2 separate regions of the Mus musculus genome follow, and region 2 is linked to region 1. The links are chromatin contacts, called in public Hi-C maps. All regions are on one chromosome and are shown on one strand. Each heading gives the region's core, a stretch centred on a gene start, on an enhancer-like site or on the middle of the called end of the contact. The rest is flanking DNA. Distances are from core to core; before and after follow the strand shown. Region 1 overlaps Gm51906 (a long non-coding RNA gene). Region 2 overlaps Ankfy1 (ankyrin repeat and FYVE domain containing 1).

Region 1 (7,760 bases), core at 687-3,186:
AGAGATCCACCTGCCTCTGCCCCCTGAGTGCTTGGATGAAAGGCATGTGCTGAGTTTTGTTCATTTGCTTGGTTTTTGTTTGTTTTGTTTTTTTTGGGTTTTTTTGAGGCAAGGACTCTCTCTTATCCAGGATGACCAGGATCATAATCCTCTTCCCTCAGCCTTCCTCCCAAGTACCAGACATGAGTCAATATGCCTGGCTTTTCTCATCATAATTAACAAAGAATATGGGGTGAGAAAGATGACCAGAGAATGGATTTGTTGGCTCACAACTACTTGTAACTCCATTGCCCAGATATTCTTGGCACACTCATGGTATGTACACACACACACACACACACACACACACACACACACACACACAAATACATACGATTGGAGAAAAAATATTTTGATAATTTTTGTGTATGCCTGCATGGATGCACTCTATGTATATCTTTTTTGTCTGCATGTGAGTCTATACACTCCTAAGCATACCTAGTCCCTAAGAAAGCCAGAGAGGGTTCCTGATCCCCTAGCACTGCAGTAATCGATGCCTATGAGCTGCCACATGGGGGAGAGTAGTGAACCCTGGTTTTCTAGAAGAGCAGCCAGTGTTCTTAAATGCTAAGGTGTCTCTTCAGTCCCAAGGGGTAAAATATTTTAAAAGTAAAATAAAATTAAACACACCACACATACACACACCCCAAGATTTAACACAAGCGTAATTCTAAAGCCTGACCTAGTGACACACACCTGTGATCCCAGCACTCAGGATGCTAAGGCTGATGTTAGAGTGTTTTGGGTCAACTTGGGCTACTTAGCAAGACCCTGGTTTTTAGTTTTTGTTTTGTTTAAAAATAATAAGTAAAATTTATTTATTTTTGCATGTTTGAGGGGGAGGGGGTTCACACCTACCATGGTACATGGAGGTCAAAAGACAGTTTGCATTAATCATTGTAGTCTTTCACCATTTGAGTCCTGGAGATGGAACTCAAGGGGTCTGGTTTGGCAGCAAGTGCCTTTATCTGGTAAGCCATTTCACCAGTCAGAACTAATTATGATTATGTACACCCACTACCACTACCACCACCACCACCACCACCACCACCACCACCACCCCACACAACCACCAGCCACCCCCTCTGCCAGTACAGAGGACTGGCGGAGGTGAAATGCGCGGGAGGCAAGCGCTCTTGAGCTCAAGTCCCCCAAGTCCCTGATGTTAAGAGGGGTGGGGGCAAGGGAATAGTAATATCCTCGCCAATGCTGTTTTGTTACTTTAGTTTTTCTAAAAGATTCCCTAAAGTTCCTTTATGAGCTTCGGTTTTGTGGCTGGCACTCCTTAAATTCTGAAGGCACAAGGACCACCCAGCTCCTGACATGTCCCTACCCCAAAAGAGTTAGGAAAACTCCCAACCCGCGTACTTGGGGGCAGCCTTTGCTGACTGAGATGAGAACCTGAGGAGAAGGGCCCGAAATGAAACATCTGGTGAAAATGATTCATTTTGATCACATTCTCTCCAACCTCTAGGCCCCTGGCAGGTATCCCGAGCCCCGCCCCTCCAGCTGTCCCTAAATCACCTTATGGGCCCTGGCTCTCATTTCCGTTTCACCAAAGTCTGATTCTTCACCTTTCAGGAACTGGCTGAATACAGACTGGTCCCACCACAGGGAATTCAGTCCGGCAGTAAGTTGGGGGACTGTAAACTAGTCGTACCTGCTGACCCACTAGGGTACATTCCAGGCAGAGGTGGAACCACGCTGTGTGCTCAGCGTAGATCCGGCGCGCAGCCAGTAGGTCGAGCTCGCCACCTATAGCTTCCTGGAAGTTGGCCCGGGCAGAGTCTGTCTGATATCCACTCAGGAAAAGAGAAAGCCCCGGAAACTTCCCAGGTCCCCAAGAAGGGTGCATCAGGCTTCTGGTGCGACCATCTGCTTTCTTTATCATTCTAATTAACTGCTTGGGGCACACTTGGTCAATTGTGAAGTTATGCAAATGACCGAGGTTGGTATTGTTATTACTAAGAGTCACTTGGTTGCAAAACTGTTTTGACTATTCTAGTATCAAAACCTATCCAGTCTGCAAGGAGAGGGGAGCCTCTCTGCTCTCCGCCCCATCTCACCCCATTTGAAAATCTTTTGGGGGAGGCCATCCTAGCAGTCCTAGTGTGCAGAGAGGGAACTCAAATTAGCTAAGGCGGAGATTTTTCCCTGTGTCTTGTTTTAAGCCGAACCTTCCGGAAATCACTTGCTTCTAGGCTGCTCAGTTTGTCTAGCCTGGAAGAGGGAAAGAGAGCACCAAACCTGGAGCTAATATAGGTAAAAAGCCCTCAGTGTCCTAAGAAAACAAAGCCTGGGAGGTAGGCGCATCACCAGTAGGAATGATGGAAGGGAGGGAGGTAGAAAAGGAAGAGGATGGGGAGGGGAGGAGGAATAGGAGGATGGGGAGGGGAGGAGCAGCAGCCGCGCCGCCGCCGCAGTAGAAGCAAAAGCATTATGAATCGTTAACTTGAATTTTGCAATAAGCAACTTTTTTTTTTCAGTGTTGTTGACTCTGGGACTTCGTGTGTGCTAAGTGCTAAACATGAGCTCTGTCGTTGATTGTACCCTAACCCCAACAATTAAATTGTTTTAGCATAAATATATATCACAAGTGGATAAAAATGTATTATTCAAAATTAAAATTTACATAACTCTAAAAAAGACTTTAATGTCTTGAACGTTTTTGTTAATGTTTATTTTGCGTGGTGCTGGGGCAAATGTGGGTTTTTACGTGTGCTAGTCAGATGCTTTCGTCTAGGAACACCCTCACTCCACTCTAGCAATCCGTGTGTTTGTGGGGGAAGGGAGACAGAATATCACCTTGTCCTGGTCTCCGACCCTTGCCTGGAACTCACTACATAGATCAGGCTGGCCTGCAACACAAGAGATCTGCCTGCCACTGCCTCCAGAATGCTGGGCTGGGATCAAAGGCGTATGCCACCGGGATTGGCTACAATGACTGCTTTTCGTATTTGGGCATACACAAGGATTTGCCCGAGTGTGGGAGCATGAGTGGAAGCCACAGGTCAAGTTCTCAGCGTCGTCATTTATTGTCTTCTACCTTATTTTCTTAAAACAGAGTCTCTCGTTGTACCTGGTGCTAGAGATTAGAACTCAAGTTCTTACGCTTGCTACTCAGTCCTACAACGGGTGTTCTTGCTGCCACGTGAACATCTTCTGAGACTAGAAGCTCTGGAAAAGACAAGGTGGCAGAAAAAACCTGGGTAGGAGGAAAGGGATCAAAGGCCCAGGGCTTGCCTTCCAGCTCCCCAGGATCTGTGCTCACCAGACTAACGGACACACACACACACACACACACACAGGATCAGGATATGGAAGGGGACCAAGATGGTAAGTCTAGCAGGACATCAGGATTTAGAACAGGAACAACGTGGTAAGTCCTGTTAATTCAGGAGAGAACTAGCTCTGAACTAACCTTCCAAGGAGGCAGGATGTGTCACTTCGAAAGACAGGGGCATGACACACCCCAAAGGTGGTTTAATCTGATGTGGCCAGACTAGCAGTATTGACAACCCTCCTTTGGACATGTGACCACTCCAATCCAATGGCCGCTGGGAGAATAATAATCTGAAAACATTTCTCAGTGTTCCATCCTGAAGGCAAATTCCAGCTCAATTCCCACCTTTCCTCCTAACCCCAATTTGCCCCAGGGTCACTCAGTAGCCTGCCTGTCTTGAAGCTTACCGTTCATCCCGGGGTGGGGGTGGGGGGCATTTCTGAAGTACCCTGCAGCCTCCTCTTTACCTCCAATTTACCCAGCTCTCCTTCTAATAAAGCAGGTCTCATCTTGCCACTCCCCAGCTGCAGATCCTCCCACCTTTGCATTTGAGGCTTTGCTTCAGCCCTTAGAAGCAGAAAAGCAGGACAAACCAGGGCAGCTAAGTGAGTAAGCCAAGCCTCTTCCAGTCACTCAGGAGAAACTTACTCACTCTGGGAGTAGCTGAGAGCTGAGGACCCAGGCTCCTGAGCCGGGGGCTCTGTGGCTCACCCTCAGGGGACAGCCAGACTTTACCCAGTTACGAACAGATCTTGGAGTTTCTTTCTTTTTTTTTTTTTTTTTAAATTTATTTATTTATTATATGTAAGTACACTGTAGCTGTCTTCAGACACACCAGAAGAGGGCGTCAGATCTTGTTACAGATGGTTGTGAGCCACCATGTGGTTGCTGGGATTTGAACTCCGGACCTTCGGAAGAGCAGTCGGGTGCTCTTACCCACTGAGCCATCTCACCAGCCCCGATCTTGGAGTTTCTATGCAAAAAATGTGAATCAAAATTATGAGAATCAGCCAGGCAGTGGTGGCACACACCTTTAATCCATCCCATCATCACTCAGGAGACAGAGGCAGGTGGATCTTTGAGTTTGAGGCCAACCTGGTCTACAAGGGAAGTTCCAGGACAGCCAGGGCTACACAAAGAAACACTGTCTCAAAAAAACCAAACCAAACCAAACCAAACCAAACCAAACCAAACCAAACCAAACCAAACCAAAAAGTAAATAAATAAAAACTAAACAAAACAAAAACCCCAAAACTATGAGAGACCATTTCACCTGTCATCAAAGGGCACAACAAATAACAAAAATGACCCAAGTAGGGGCTGGCGAGATGGCTTAGAGGGTAAGAGCACTGACTGCTCTTCTGGAGGTCCTGAGTTCAAATCCCAGCAACCATATGGTGGCTCACAACCACCCGTAATGAGACCTGACGCCCTCTTCTGGTGTGTTTAAGGACAGCTACAGTGTACTTACATATAATAATAAATAAATTAAAAAAGAAAAAAAAAAAAGACCCAAGTAGGTCCCTGAAACAGACTCTACCTTACACTTCTGGACAGAATGTGGTTATTAGGGACATCTACCAGAAATTTGAATAGACGAGGTGTCCCAGCACACAGGTTCTGAGAGAGATGAATGAGTCACGTGCATCTCGGTATTTGCTACAGCCTTGTGAGTTTTTGCTACAACTATTCCATGAAATGGTTTTCTTGTCTGCTGTGTTTGTTATTATACTTCTGTTTTGCAGCTCTGGAGATTATTGTCCAGGGATCTGAGCAGGTTAAGCATATTTTCTATCACTGGGCTGTGCTCCCAGCCCAACTATATGTTATATTTTATTAAAAAGAATAACAAGCTGGAGAGAGGCCTCAGTAAAGTGCATGTTAGGTAAACGTGAGGACCTGAGTTCAAATTCCCAGCACCCAGTGCTAGGATTAAAAGCATGTACCATCATGCCTGACTTTTAGGTATTTAAAAATGTTTTACATATATATGTATGTGTATGTATACATACATACATATGTATATATTTTTAAAACAACAACAAAAGCAGCTGTTTAGCCCTGTCTGGGCCAAGCCCTGTCCCCTGCTCAGTTTTCCATCTATTTAAGAGGACTTTGGAAGAAGAAGATATACTTTAAGTCTCCCAGGTAACCAAGCAACCGGGTACTTTAGCAATGGCCATGAGTTAGCATTTGATGGCATGAGGGAGGGGGCAAAAAGGAAATGTCATAGGTGAAATCAGGATGTAGTTGGGGTCACCTGAGGGGCAGAATCTCTTCTCTGGCTCTGAACGGATAACTGCAGGCTAAGCTGTACCTGCCTAGACTGGAAGAACCAGGATTCTGACAGCTCACAAAGATGTCAGTTCTCCAGGTTTCCCCTTGCATCTGCCCATGGGAGTCCTTGGGTGACCCAAGGAAGGAATGGAGCCTGCAAGGAGCAGGGTTGGGGGTACCTGAATGGGGGCTCTGGCTGACCTCTGATCTCCACATGTTCACCTTAGCTTAAGCATACCTCACCCTAAAGTAAATAAACAGGCTGGTGATGATTCGCCTGGAATTTGCTCTGTAGACCAGGCTACCTAGAACTTACTCTGTAGACTAGGCTGGCCTCCAACTCAGATACACCTGCCTTTGCCTCCCACATGTTGAGATTGAAGGCCTGTCCACCTGATGACACATACTTTAACGTCAGCATTTGACAGGCAAAGGCAGGCAGATCTCTGAGAATTTGAACCTAATGTGGTCTATAGGGCAAGTTCCAGGTCAGTCAGGGCTACACAGTGAGACCCTGCCTAAAAACCAGTAACAATAAAAAACTAAAACAAAAACCAAAGTGAATAAATAAATATAGTTTAAAAAATACATATATGCCGGGCGTGGTGGTGCATGCCTTTAATCCCAGCACTTGGGAGGCAGAGGCAGGCGGATTTCTGAGTTCGAGGCCAGCCTGGTTTACAAAGTGAGTTCCAAGACAGCCAGGGCTATACAGAGAAACCCTGTCTCAAAAAACCAAAAACCAAAAACCAAAAACCAAAAAAAAAAAAAAAAAATGTCTGGTGTGGTGGCATACCCCTTTGATCCCAGCATTTGGGAGGCAGAGGTAAATGAATCTCTGAATTTGAGGCTAGCCTGGTCTACATAGTGAGTTCTAGGACAGCCGGGGCTATGCTAGAGAGACCGTTTCAAACAACAAACAAACAAAACCCCCTTTTTAAAAAAAATGTAATCATGGGTCTGAAGAGATGGCTCCGTAGTTAAGAGTATGCACTGCTCTTCCAGAGGACCCAGGTGAGTTCCTCCAGGACTCATATCAAGCTGCAGCTCCAGGGGATCGAAGGCCTCTGGGCAATATGGGCACCTGCACTCATGGGCACAAGGCCACCCACACATGTATACATAGTTTTACAATAAAAGTTAATCATTAAAAGTAAACAAATGAAAATGTGGCTCATGTTCATGACATAATTTTAAAATAAAAAAGTAATCATTAAAAATAAGCAACTGAAAATGTGGCTTGTGTTCTTGACTTCCTTGGTGGGGGTGGGGGAGTGCAGGAGAAGAGAGAAGGTAACCCTTCTGGCCTCACTTTGGCTTCCTCTCTCTTCAAGCTTAGGCTCTAACTGACCTGCCTGTTGTACCACAGTGTATTCCAAGGAGGTGGCTCTCATGCTGTGCGAGAGCCAGGATCCTGCCTGGCAACTTCTGAGTCAGGTCTCCGTTAACAGAGGGTGTCTATGTGGACATGTGGTTTGGCAGTCTTGAGATGCTAGCTCCCAAGTCTCAGTGGGAAGTAAGAGACAGCAAGGTACACTCTCAGAGAGGCCTGACCTCAGCAGGAGGCTGCCTCCTTACAAAGGTTTCTGACCTTTCTCTTAATACTGGAGCCAAGGAAAAACATTCTTGAATCAGAAGCATAGAAGCACCTCGTTCCCTCAGCTTCTTAGGAGCAGAGGACTTAATTGATCTTATTTCATTTTCATGTCATGCCTAGCAACCACTCCACCAACTCCTGTGATAGAGCAGCCTTGGCTACCTGACCAAGTCCCTCTCCTGCCTGGGGCCTCATTGGCAGGAATAGAGGCTTGGCTCCGAAAGCTGCCTGTGATCAGGTGTCCTCAGGTGGCTCTTGTGCAAGAGGCCAGGTGACGGGCTTTAGGAGGTGGCCTTCTGCCACATCTGCAGAGAGGGGAGCTTGTTTTCCATTCTTCCTGAGAATTCCAGAAGCTGAAGCCTGAACCCAGCAAGCTGGGGCTTCTGGGCTTAGTGTTCTTCTGGGTGGGCTTTCGCTCATCACGCTGCCGCTGTTCAGCCTCTGTCTGAAGCTCAGAGAGAAGCCAGCAGAAGGACAGGGCCAGCAGGGACCAGAACTGCCAAGGCTGGGGACATCCGGAGCCTGGATCAACTTAGACATGCCTGCCTTAGCCTGAGGTCAGGA
Region 2 (7,432 bases), core at 3,753-6,252, 140 kb after region 1:
CTCTATCTATTTTTGAGACAAGGTCTTCTGTAGCCCAGGATGGCCCTGAATTTGGCTTGGTCAAGGATAACCTTGAATTTTGTTCTTCCCGTTGCTTTCCGAGTGCCGTAGTTTCAATAAATGTCACATGTTGGCACTTTCCTTTGTTTTGAATATGGCTGGCCATATTGTACAATCCTGTCAGCACAGTGGGCTATCATGATGTTTCAGTTCATTGCTCATATGTCTCTCTTTTTTTTTTTTTTTTCGTAGCATTTGACATTTCAGAGTAAACATACATATTTGGGAGGAAAACTTTTTATGTTGTGGTATTCGAGAAATATCCTTCCCTCTCTTTCTTGTTTGTTTTTTTTTTTTTTTTTTTTTTTTGAGACAGTGTCTCTCTATGTAGCGTAGATTGAGTTCAAACTTGTGATCCCAGCATGCTGAGATTTTATGATGTTCCACTCAGCCTCAACCTCTTTACTTGATAAATGGTTGGATAATAAATGGTTAATTTTGGGGCTGAATGTTTTTAATGGAGACAGGAGACCAGGTATTAGGTTTTGTGTTCTTGACATTTTGTGTGAATTACTTTGTCCATAGTCTCTCTGTCTACCATTCACTGTTTGATGCTGTTGTGGTGCAAATCAATAGCACAGTTTTAGAGCTTTAGCTGCCCACGTTTCTTACTCTACTGGCTTCATTTTGATACATCCTTAATAAGATATCTTATATCCTGTGTATGACTACGAATCATCCTGCTTAGCTTGTAGGTTCACCATGAGAATCCTGATAGATGTAACTGAGAGTAGATTATCCTGTGCAGTTGAGATAGAAGTTCAAATATTCCAGCAACATATAAATATGGTCCAGAGTGTGGAAATGCCATTGTGACTTATTTTTTCTTTTGCAGATTCATGTTGATAATCATTATCCATGTATTTGTCAGGTGACAATTCTAACTTATCTAGTTATAATGACATTTTTCTTTCTGTATCTTTGGATATTTTCTTTGTCAGTGATTTGAAGATCAAGGTTGGGGACAGGCACATCAGTGCTCACAAGTTTGTCTTGGCCGCCCGCAGTGATAGCTGGAGTCTGGCCAATTTGTCTTCCACAGAGGAGATAGACTTGTCAGGTAAGTCTGCATACAAAACCATAATGTACCACTTTGAAATATTTGTGGTATAATAAAAGTAAAATACTATTAATGGGATAAGTTAAATAATTAACTATTGAAACACGATGTCTCTTTAAGTTGGTTGTTCTTTTTTCTTTTAATTTTTAAATTTTAATTTATGTGTGAAGGTGTTTTGTATGCATTTCTGTCTGTGCAGCATATGCATGCAGTACCCAAGGAGTTCAGGAGAGGCTATCAGATCCCTTAGGACTAGAATTACAGATGGTTGTGATCCACCATGCGGGTGCTGGGCATTGAACCCAGGTTTTCTGGTGCTCTTTAATACTGAGCCATACCTCTTTCTTACCTCATTTTGTTCTTTATGATTATATTTAATCTTTGGATAACAAGTCATATTTGAGTATCCTCTTATGTTCTTAGGATTTAGAAAATACATATATCTTTCAGTAAGCTTATTTATTTAAAAATATTACAATGATATTAATTTATATTATTAAATATCACATATAAATATGGTCTTTATATGCAAGTATATGTTATATCTGTTGTTATTATTATCATTATTATTATTGTATGTACCCATATGTTTGGAGGTTAGAGAACAGCTTTTAGAGTTAGTTGTAGGGCTTGAACTCTGGTTGCTAGGTTTCCATGGCAGTGTCTTTAACTGTTGAGTAATCTTATCAGGGCAGCCAAGTTTGTTTTTCACATGTGGTATATGTACATGTCCTTGTAGGTGTAAGTGCACGTGTGTGGAATCCAGAAGTTGATGCCACATAACTTCTTCAGTTATTCTTTGTAGTGATTGGTTGATTAAAGACAGGGACACATCACGTAATCTTACCTGGCCTGGAACTCAAATATGCCCATTTCTGCTTCTTGAAAACTAGAGTTAAAAATGTACTACCACCTTTAGTATTTCTCTCTAAAATTTTCCCACATGTGTTTATTTTGTGTTTGTGCCTGTGTGTGTTTGTGTGTATGTGTGATCATACACACACACACATACATTTATATACATTTGGTGGATGGAGCAGAGCTCCAAAAACCAGACTTTATTTCTTCTCTTTAGCAATTTATACCTTCTTAGACAAAATCTTTTTTATAAAATTACCTCATAGATAAAATGTTATACAAAAGGGGAGTTACAAAAGGATGTCCATACTAAGTTCAAAGCACTATTTCATTCTGTAAGCTCATTGTAAGTTCAAAGCAACAGATACACATGGTCTTGCTTCATCATAGTGCACACCTGTGGCTTCATCCTTGGACCTGACCTAAAACGAATGTTTTTCTTTGATCACAAATCTGTCCAAAGCCTGTTTCTCTCCTTAGTGTAATTTATGAAAGCTCATTGTATTCCTTATTATGCAGCCTTTACTTACTATTGTATAAGGAGGGGAACATTCTCTTCTTGATTCTAACTTTTATTAGATCTTTCTGGCAAAACTACTAAAACCATCTCCTTAAAATTGAGTCAAATCAAGAATGCTATAAAATCATTAATTCATCTAGACAGCATTAATTTATGAAAGTTCATCTTCATGTTGATCTGCAGGAAATTTGACCACTAGGGTGGACTGATGCTCAGGAGTCATTGGGCTATATACTATTGGCAGGAAAGGCACATCAGCAGTGAAAAGCTATCCTAGGGCAAAGTCTCTGGGGCTGTGCCCATCACAGCCATGCAGAGTGCTGGCCCATCTCCAGGAATCTTACTTGTTTTCCATAGCCTTTCCTAGAAGGCTTCTATCAGTCAGTATTTAGAATTTTAGTAGGTTTGTACCTGTGTGACATGGTGAATGTTCGTTTGTTTCAACATGGTAATTCCACTCCCATCACAAGTCCTGGACGCTCTGTGGATTATGCTGACCTCACCTCAGAGACCCACCTGTTTCTGCCTCCTAAGCACTAGGGTTAAAGGCGAGCGCCACTATGTTCAGTTTGCAATGGGAACTTTTTTTTTAAGGATTTATTTCATCTTTTTTATTTTTAAAATTTGTTTGTGTGTGTCTATGTCTATATTTGTGTTTGTGCATGAGAAATTTGGATTTTCCTGGAGCTAGAGTAACAGTTGTGAACTACTTGGTATGGTTTCTGGGAACCTAACTTAGGTCCTCTGCACAATAATATTTGCTCCTAACTACTGATGGCTAGATAAATTTCTAGCCTGATTTATTTTTAGTATGTATGTGTTTGTGTATTGGTAAAGACATTTGTTCATGGGTACATAGGAAGACAGATTTCCCTGAAGCTGGAGTTAACATTTGGTTGTAGTCCTTTCAGTGTGAGTACTGAGAACCAGGAGTGTACAAGGGTAGTATATGCTCTTAACTGCTGAGATCTCTCCTGCTGCACTGTAGAGTAATTTGTATTTGTGTATCTCTATTTATTTGAGACAACATCTCACTGTGTACCCTAGGCTAGCCTGGAACTCACAGCAGTCTATCTGCTCTGCCTCCTAAGTGCTAGGATTAAAGGCTTGTGCCACCATGTCCAGTTATATGTATATCTCTTGACAACATGTTATATATCTTAAACATATGTAGTAAATTTCTTCTAAAATTTTAATAGGACCTGGGGATGGCTCACTGAGTAAAGGCATTTGTGCCAAACCTAATGACCTGAATTTGATCCCCAGGATTCACATATTAGAAGGAAAAAACTCACCACATCAAGTTGTTCTCTAATTTCTACATATGCATCATGGCATATGTACACATACACACAAATAAATGGAATTTTAAGAAATGTTTTTAGTAGATGTACCAAATTATTTATATGGATATTGTTATTTTATGTTACATTGTTATCTTATGTTACAGAGTCTTTATAATTTTTAACTAAATGTGGAAGTAAATGGAATGGACTTAAAACATGGTTTTCAGAAGTTCACCTAAAATCGTATTGTATTAGTACTTGCTTAATCGCTCTTGAGAATGAGGTACAAAACAAAAGTTTATATTGAACTCTGCTATTAGTAAACTATTGCAAGAATTACGAGATGAAGATTGTCAGGGTATTAAAATGGGACATTGGTCTTGGAGTGTAGCTCATTGGTAGCTGGGAGATGTAATGGACTGTTAAATTATTTCAGGCAGTGGTTACAAATCTAACAAAGTAGTTGTTGTATGTGTATGTGTGTGCTGTTTTGAATTGGGCTAATACATAAGGTGCCAGGGCTGCCTAACATTTAAGCAGTGCTGTATAGCAAGAATAGGTGTGATCTCCTGGATTTAAGAGAACAGATTTTTCTGTTGTGAGTGAATTATCTTTTGTATTTTTTTTAATGTATTTTTGAAACAAGGTTTTTCTTTTTTTTTTTTAAAGATTTATTTATTTATTTATTTATTTATTGTATGTAAGTACACTGTAGCTGTTTTCAGACACTCCAGAAGTGGGAGTCAGATCTCGTTACGGATGGTTGTGGATGGTTGTGAGCCACCATGTGGTTGCTGGGATTTGAACTCCGGACCTTTGGAAGAGCAGTCGGGTGCTCTTACCCACTGAGCCATCTCACCAGCCCGAAACAAGGTTTTTCTACAAAGCCTTAGCTATCCTAGAACTCACTGTGTAGACGAGGCTGGCCTTAAACTCACAAAGCTCCTCCTGTCTCTGCCTCCCAACTACTGGGATTAAAGAGACACACCACCACTGCCGCCCCACAATGAGTGGATTATCTTTATGATAACTTCTAAGGTTTAACTTGAAGCCTTTAGTTCTCCCTTGTAAGCGCAAATAAACAAGCATAAATGCAGATGTGTGGGTCCATGCCATTCACAGCTAGAATACAAAGGCCTATGTGGAAGGAAGGTCTCTCTCTCCTGTGAGGCTCCAGTCCCTGTGGGCACACTCAGAGCTATGGCGTTTCCTGTTCAGAATGAAATCTTTTGAAACTGTGTCTAACCACCTGTAGAATAAAATTAGCATAGTTTCCAAGAGCCATTTGATTATGAAAGTGTTTTTCATAAAATGTGTGGAAGTAACTCTACAGGCATATAGTTTACAAAGATTACAAAAGATAATAAAAATTTGAAAATTACATTCGTTTGAAAGATATTAAGACTAAGCTAATATCTTTTGATACTTCAGTTATGAGACTCATGAAATGTACTTTGTTGCATTATCAGTGACATTCTAGTCAGGGCTACATGAGACACTTGTTTAATGGCTGAGTGTATATCTGTCTTAGTGACTATACTATGTGCATTGGAAAAGAGAATGTACTGCAGTTGCTGCATATAGTGCTTTGCTTATTTACAACACTGAGGATTGAACTCAGGACCTCTCAAATGCTAGGTAAGTGCTCTGCCGCTGACAATGCCACCGTCATTTTTATTGTTTCTTTTGAGGTGGAGTCTTGCTATGTTACCCAGGCTGTGTTAGAGCTTACTATGTTGTTTAGGCTGATCTTCAACTTGTCATCCTCCTGTCCAGAATATATACTATATAATCCAGCACTGTCCTGAGAGCTGGGATTATGTGTGTGGACCAAGACCAGGTATATCTAGCGTTCTTTAAATACCATTATGTCAAGAAGGCTGATTGTTCAGTGTTTCTGGATGAATGTGTGTGTGTGTGTGTGTGTGTGTGTGTGTGTGTGTGTGTGCATTTGTTTTCCTCTTATGCTAGCTTATCAATTCTTTAAAGTTTAGTATTACTCTTTACCGCAATCCTGGGATAGTAATTTTACTTGGGTTGGTGACATATTCATGTAATCCCAATACTTAGGAGGCTGAGGTAGGAGGGTTATGAGCTGCAGGCCAGGCTAGCTGGGGCTGTCTTGACATAACTTTGTCTCAAAAATCAAAAAGAAAGTAAAATGAAAAATGTTCACTATTGTTACTACATTACTGAGGAAGACAAAGGAAAAAAGAAGCAGCATTATTTGTTTTTGACCCACCCCTGTCAGTTTGGTTGTTTTAGCAGGCTAATCTGCTTTAAGTACATCAGGTTCTTCGTTCTATTCAACATCACTCCCTTCAGCTCATCCTTCTTACTGTGCTTAGTTGTAATAAAAGGCTAATCAGAGCTGGTCTGTTGTTGCCTAGTTATTAATAATGTATTCCTAGTCCTTATTGTGGTTTTCTTTGATAACTAAGAATTGATTATGATCTCCCAGAAACCTCAGTGAGCATCACAATAATTTAACAGACTTGCTAAAGTGCAGATGCTGGGGCCATCCCCAGTTTTCCTCACTGGGCCTGAGTGGGCTTGAGCGTTAAACTCTGTTAGGAGTCGGCTTGCTCAGGACTACTCTTGGAGAACCTTTATGCAAACTGTGACTTTAACTTGTCTTGAGCATCACTTTCTATATTTTGACCGAGAGCTGATTTAATAGAAATAACAGTATAGGGACTGGTGAGATGGCTCAGTGGGTAAGAGCACCCGACTGCTCTTCTGAAGGTCCGAAGTTCAAATCCCAGCAACCACATGGTGGCTCACAACCATCCGTAATGAGATCTGATGCCCTCTTGTGGTGTGTCTGAAGACAGCTACAGTGTACTTACATATAATAAATAAATAAATAAATAAATAAGTCTTTTTTAAAAAAAAAGAAATAACAGTATAGGGTAGTTTGTTTGCTTGTTTTGTTTTTTGAGACAGCATCAAGTAGTCCAGCTTGGCTTAGAATTCACAGTATATAGTCAAAGATGACCTTGAACTTGATTCTTCTGCTTCCCAATTGCTTACAGGTATGTACTACTACACCTGGTTTTATGTCATTTGGGATCAGCCCAAGACTTTTTTTTCTTTTTTTTTCCTCGAGACAGGGTTTCTCTGTGTAGCCCTGGCTGTCCTGGAACTCACTCTGTAGACCAGGCTGGCCTCGAACTCAGAAATCCACCTGCCTCTGCCTCCTGAGTGCTGGGACTAAAGACGTGCTCCACCACCGCCCGGCTTGGCCCAAGGCTTCTTTCATACTAGGCAATTATTACTAGCTAAGCCACATCCTCAGCACTAGTTTTAGATATCTTAAATGATTATTTTTATAATAAACATTTCCTGCAAGTATAGTTTTTAACTTTAAAAAATAAATAATATATTTACTAAGTAAAAATCAAAGTAAAAGAAAAATCATGAATTATGCTTGAGTTCATATTTTCAGGTTTATGATTGATTGATTGATGAATAGACAGAGCCAATCAATGAATGTATAGTATATTTAGATATATATGTATTTACACAATGGTACATTTATACTCTCAAATACATGAAGCAAAAATGAGATCCAGCTGTAAGGCATTTTCTCAGTTAGTGATCAAGGGGGGAGGGCCTCTTGTGGGTGGTGCCATCTCTGGGCTGGTA

What was found. Hi-C and Micro-C count contacts between places; a contact is called where the count stands out from the background.
Region 2: a contact with region 1 is called in a Hi-C map of the CH12 cell line, with 6 times the contacts expected there. The contact joins two enhancer-like sites. A contact is called at or near these places in 3 of 39 promoter capture datasets (the C10 cell line, embryonic stem cells and hippocampal neurons), 11 of 15 datasets of contacts at CTCF or cohesin (CD8 T cells, the G1E-ER4 cell line, the NIH/3T3 cell line and 5 more), 211 of 484 Hi-C or Micro-C datasets (the 3T3-L1 cell line, 3T3-L1-derived adipocytes, the AML12 cell line and 105 more), 52 of 115 datasets of contacts at active chromatin or transcription factors (the 230-238 cell line, CD8 T cells, DN3 thymocytes and 35 more) and 5 of 9 other capture datasets (adipose tissue, embryonic stem cells, embryonic tail and 2 more).

Annotation. Positions count from the first base shown.
Region 1 is chr11:72,574,780-72,582,539 of GRCm38.p6, forward strand. The region is part of intron 2 of Gm51906 (a long non-coding RNA gene); the gene reads right to left. Among named protein-coding and RNA genes, the nearest start is that of Spns3, 28 kb to the left of the region's middle. Within about 2 kb of position 1,937, at least 85 of the 459 cell types and tissues checked have an H3K27ac peak or open chromatin away from gene starts, as enhancers often do. A contact at or near this core is called in the CH12 cell line, Th1 cells and Th2 cells, where this site is marked.
Region 2 is chr11:72,713,364-72,720,795 of GRCm38.p6, forward strand. Ankfy1 (ankyrin repeat and FYVE domain containing 1) reads left to right here. Exons shown (of 25, transcript NM_009671.5): 3 at 1,002-1,120. Among named protein-coding and RNA genes, the nearest start is that of Ankfy1, 27 kb to the left of the region's middle. Within about 2 kb of position 5,003, at least 15 of the 459 cell types and tissues checked have an H3K27ac peak or open chromatin away from gene starts, as enhancers often do. A contact at or near this core is called in the CH12 cell line, Th1 cells and Th2 cells, where this site is marked.